2 separate regions of the Zea mays genome follow, and region 2 is linked to region 1. Evidence: chromatin contacts called from public Hi-C data. All regions are on one chromosome and are shown on one strand. Each heading gives the region's core, a stretch centred on a gene start, on an enhancer-like site or on the middle of the called end of the contact. The rest is flanking DNA. Distances are from core to core; before and after follow the strand shown.

Region 1 (2,700 bases), core at 106-2,605:
CGGCTGCTAGTAGTGTTCAGTGATAGCCACCCACGCTGGAACGCTGTAATTGTGGACCTGGTTCAAAATCTCTAGGTTCTTAGTTCCACACTGTCAACACTTACATCTAAACATATAGATCACATAGGATGTAGAGTTTTGTCAACACTCTATTATATGTGTGTGCATATTGTTTTGTCAACACTCTATTAAAACAGTTTTAGGCATATAACCCCATCTCTCTCGTATAATTGATATCATGATGTCACACCTCGAAGCTGAAGTATAAGATGCTTTATCTTCTTTAGATTTATGTCTAGATATATATCATGTAATAGTGATGCGGATAATTGCAGTTTAGCGAACATTGTGGGCACCCGGGCACCGCATTTGGAGCCACATTAGCTCACAAGTCTAATCAATACTTTAATATATGCTGTGTCTCCTATTCTAAAACCACAAGTTTTGTTGGGCCTTGCGCAAAACAAACAAGGTCCACAAATCCCGAAGTCTGTGTCCTCCCATTCGTTCGGTTTCGTTCTTCATTTCATCAGCGAGCACGAGAAAAGATCAAGGACGTGGCGGGCTGGACTTGGGCCCGGCCCAGGCGCACTCGTCCCAGCCCTCCGCCGCGGCGTCCGTGTCGGCCTCGTCCCCCCGCCCGCGCGCGCGCGCCATGGACTTGGCCACCGCCACCACGAGCCCCGCCGGCACGTGCGCGCACGCCTCCAGCCGCCGCAGCGCCTCGCCGTGGCCGTGGCCGCCGCCGCCGGTCCCGCCGCGCCCCGCCACCTCCCGCCACAGCGCGGCGGCCATGGCGACGCGCGGCGCGACGCGCGCGGAGGCGAGGCCGTGGGCGTGGGCCCGGAGCGCCCGCGCCGCCGCCGCGGCGCGCCGGCGCGCGTCCGCCGCCGTCAGGCCCGTCCGCCTGGCCCACGCCTCGAGCACCGCCTCGCCGCGCGAGCGCGGGCCCGGGCTGCCGCCCCCGCGGGTCCGCCGCGGCGGCGGCGCCGCAGAGTCGACCGCCGTGGACACGCAGGAGCTCGCCCCGGACTCGTACCCGCACTCGTCCGGCGCCGCGAGGAGGAGGCGCGTGCGGCGGTGGCGCGACGCGAGGAAGTTGGCGCCGTGCACCTTGGCGTCGCAGGCGGCGCAGAGGAAGGCCGCGTCCGCCGCGCAGTGCACGGCCGCGGGCGCGCCGCAGAGCTCGCAGCGGCAGCCGCCGCGGTGGTGACCCATCGGCGGGTCTTCCTCCTGTCCGCCTATATATATATGATTTGGCTCCTGCACCGACGGCTCGATGGAGCGCTTGACGAGCGAGCCGCTCTCGATCTTTGGAGGTGATCGATGGAGGGCGGAAGCGAAGCGATTAAGCGTAGCGAGACCGAGAGCTAAGCGTGGCGCGTATTTAAGGAGCGGTGGCTGCCGGGTCCGGGTGGCTGGACGGACGCTCGCAAGTCGCGGCTGTGTGCGATCGACCGTGCAGTCCGGACATGAGAGCTCTCCCTGTGCTGTGCTGCACAAGTGGTTATAGTTACTCCAACCGAGAAGGAAACGATTGGATCCTATGCGGGGGCACGGGACACGCTCGCTGGCATGGCGGTCGGCGCCTCTTCGTCATCGTACGTACGTAGAGTGACCCTCGTCCACAGAAACCTCGTCGTGCTCGAAACAAATACTATTCTTGCACGTTGCACCAAAGGCGGAATTGCCTTTCGGCTTCCTTTGCCTTTGCCCTACTGCGTGCGCGTGGACTCACCCTCGCTGGTAAAACAAAGCGGTGGTGGTATCTACCGTCTTGTCTTGCCTCGCCTCCGAAAATATCCGACCACAAGGTCGACCGACGGACACGGTGCCGCGCTCGACACGACGCTTGTATTGTATGTATGTACGTGTCGACCGGCGACCGGCCGGGCAGGTCAAAGTCCGCACCAACTGGTGGCTGTCCTCTCCGCCCACTGATGACGTGCCGGTGGTAACGGCTCGCATGAAACCCAGGCCACATCTAGATCTCGCGGCCCTGCGTGGTAAGTACGAATCTAGGTGCTGTTTGGTTCACGAAATGTAACATAAAGGCTAATGGTAATGGTTTACACTCGATTACGGGCGGTAACAAATTTGAATAGTCCGGTATCAATTTTTAGTATGGTATCTGATTACGGTTAGACTAAAACAAACATGATTTAACGTTATCAATTAACCATTACGTTACAAATATTTGAACCAAACGGTACCCTAGATGGGTTCTCTGATCCTGGGCCATCGTACTCTGTCTGCTGGTGATGATTGCTTTGCTTTAACGTGCCTCGTAATCTCACGAGTTCGTCGCCTCTCCAACTTTCCAAATTGGGGGTATGTTGGCATAAATTATAACTGTTTACTTGGTTCGATTAGAAAAATTGTCTAAATTAGCTAAAACTAGCATACTGGTTAGCTAACAACTAGTTAAAAGCTTTTTTATTAAAATTAACTCTTCTATATAGATATACTAGAACTAATTTAGACTAATTTTTAGCTTAGCTAGTGATTAGTTCCCTTTTGGTAGGGCTTCTTCAACGACTTTTTGCCAAATAGAGTGTTTGTCCTTACTGAAAATAATGAGGAAGCTATTTTTCTTAGAGGAGTGAAGCTGAAACAGCCCTCCAAACGGGGCTTAAACATGCCTTGTACGAGAGATATTATTTCAGATTTTCGGACTGTTACGAGAACCCTATAGAAGAT
Region 2 (2,700 bases), core at 173-2,672, 310 kb after region 1:
GTCACAACAGCCGCTGGCGGAACAACTTTGGCTCTAGGTTGCTCAAGCTTCGTAAACATATCTAATATAGGTACATAAGAAACATGTGTATAAGATTAAGACCTAGACTCTATTTGTTCCTCTATCCTAAATATAGAGAATATTTTCTCCTATATAGTCTCTAAAAATATCCTCTAAAACTCTCTCTAAATAGACACTCCACTCATCCTCTATCCGCGTGATTGGTTTCAGTGCCCACGAGTGCTAGGCTCGTGCCGACCTAGACTAGCAGAGAAGCCTCCTCCCCGTATACCCACGCGTGCAAGCGGGAGCTAAAAAATTAACTGTGCTGCATGCGCGTGAGCAGACTCGTCTCATCCTAAGCAGGGGACCAATCACGTGCACGACCATAGTCAATGCACCCGCTGAGCCTGCACATAGCCGGCCGGGCTACCAATCACATGGTATATGTATGGACTTTCTCTTCTCTCCTCTAATTATTTTTATATTTTAGATAACAAATTAAACAAAACTAAAATATTATGTGCTTTTGATGTAGAGAGGACAATATATAGATAATGTTACTAGAGAGAAAAATTAGATAGAGAGAAAGAAACTTTTATAAAAATCTATAAAGGATAGATATAGAGACAACTGTTCATTTGGATTTAATCTGTACCGGTTTCTACTGCATCTACAATATTTTTGTTTCTATAGATTACATCTACATCAGTGCACAATTGTTTTTAATTCGAAGCTAACAGTCCTAAGTTTCCAATGTAAAAGATAGACATCCTGGGGACTGGGGACAGTATACATGTACGGGCACGGTGTGTGGGACACAGCCACACAGGCATGATGATGATGAGGTTGGAGAGTGGAGACCCAGGTCATGCAACGACGCGCACCAATTGAAATGAAGGACGTGGGATACTACCCTGCCCAGTGCCCAGGCTAGCCACTACGCCGCGCACCCCCACAGGCCCTCACAGCGCCAAGCAGTACATGTGACCGGTCCAAATAAGCCCAAGCAAAAGCGGCCCGGCCGGCGCGCGCATCTCCGCCGCGTCCTCTTGTCCAGCTGTCCCCGTCCACCGCGCGCCGAGCCATGCAAACGCAGTTTGCTTTGCCGCCCCGCGCGGCCGGCGGCCCTCACGTCAACCCGCACTCGACGACGACGCCACCACGCGCGCGCGTGTTTCGCCCCCTCGTCCAGTCGTCCGATCGGCTCTCCACGCCCGCAACGACGACGACGACAGAGTCGGCTGACGAGAGCCGCACTGGGCACGCAGTGCGGTGCCCACATACGACGGTAAATCCCAGCGAGAGCTCACGCGCACGCCGCCGTAAAGACAGCCACGGCAAGTCGGCAACTGCACCAACCACAGAGGCAGGAGAGAATTAATTGCGATAACCCCACCGGCGTTAACACGCGAGCCCCACCGGCGCACAGCTCGCTCGCCGGCCAGCGCGCGCTTGCTGCACTGCACGTACGGTACCCCCGGCACAGCACCCGTGACGTGATGTTTGTCCTTAGCAGCTAGCTAGCTAGCTAGCCCAAAGAAGCACCGAGCGAACACACACGTCGTCCTGCCTGCGGTCAAGCACCTGCGAGAGGAGAGCCTCAGCTAGCTAGCTAGCTGGTGTGTCCTATACTCGTATTGTACGTCCCTCACAGTCACATAGAAAGAGAGAGGCCGGGATCGATATCGCGATAGGTACGATGGCGGGGATGGCCGCGGCCGCAGTAGGGTCGGCGTCGTCGTCGTCCGGCCCGGCGGTTATGCTGCTGTGCGGCAAGGCGGAGAAGGTGCTGGGCGTGCAGAAGGCGCCCGGGAGCTGCCCCTACTGCGGCGGCGTGGTGGCGGCCACGGACGTGGAGGCCGAGTGGGCGCTCTGCTGCCTGCCGCTCTGCCGCAGGACCAAGCGGAGGTTCGCCTGCACCGCCTGCGCCAGGCGCCTCGTCACCTACCCGGCTATCCTGCATGACTAGAATAGAAGAAGAAGGTCGACGACGTACACCATCGACGGCCGGCCGGTTTTAATTTCCTTCTACTATCTTCATTCGCGTCTTCACCTCCGGCACTACTCCGATCTCCAGATCGACCAAGTCATCGAGAAGAGAGGTGCATTTGGTGGTCGCCCGTTTTGGTAAGAAGTTGAATTCGAACCTGAACCTCTGTTGCCAAAGTGCCAACTTTAGCCTACTCCACCGATTTCCAGCGCGGACATGCTCTTGGCGTATTTGCTAGTATATGCTAGTATATGAGATCGAAGGCCCGTGGTTAAGCTATCCGAGGATGTTCTTTTATTTTCACTCATTCGCTGCCGACAGATGGATTACTTGTTCAGGGAAAAAACACACAAAAATGCGCCTTTTTTTTTTTTGCCATCACCTACATACGTACCGTCTAGAAGTACGGTGCTTGGTCCGTGTCGCCTGACGCCGACTCTCGATCAGGGGGGAAAACACACAAAGAAAGCGGTTTTTTCTTTGCCGACACCTACATACGTCTAGGTACGCCGGCCGACTCTCGATAGCCAGATCGCACGGTAACCAGAGTTCACAGCGGGCCGATCCAGGATTTCACAACTGGGTATTCCACCTGCATAATTTTTTTTGATCAAATGTGCAATAGTAACAAGCAAAGCACAACTTTTGAGTATTGTCTCTAATAACTAAGAAATATTACAAACATCAAAAGTAGTACTCCCTCTGTC

Evidence for each region. Hi-C and Micro-C count contacts between places; a contact is called where the count stands out from the background.
Region 2: a Hi-C map of tassel shows a contact between it and region 1, with 3 times the contacts expected there. The contact joins the promoter of LOC100277450 here to the promoter of LOC100281114 in region 1. A contact is called at or near these places in 3 of 25 Hi-C or Micro-C datasets (ear, endosperm and tassel).

The regions. Positions count from the first base shown.
Region 1 is chr9:110,752,661-110,755,360 of Zm-B73-REFERENCE-NAM-5.0, forward strand. It overlaps LOC100281114 (B-box zinc finger family protein), which reads right to left and starts at 1,356. Exons shown (of 1, transcript NM_001154033.2): 1 at 259-1,356. The coding sequence starts at 1,218. The coding sequence ends at 550.
Region 2 is chr9:111,059,804-111,062,503 of Zm-B73-REFERENCE-NAM-5.0, forward strand. It overlaps LOC100277450, which reads left to right and starts at 1,423. Exons shown (of 1, transcript XM_008661654.4): 1 at 1,423-2,300. The coding sequence starts at 1,703. The coding sequence ends at 1,972.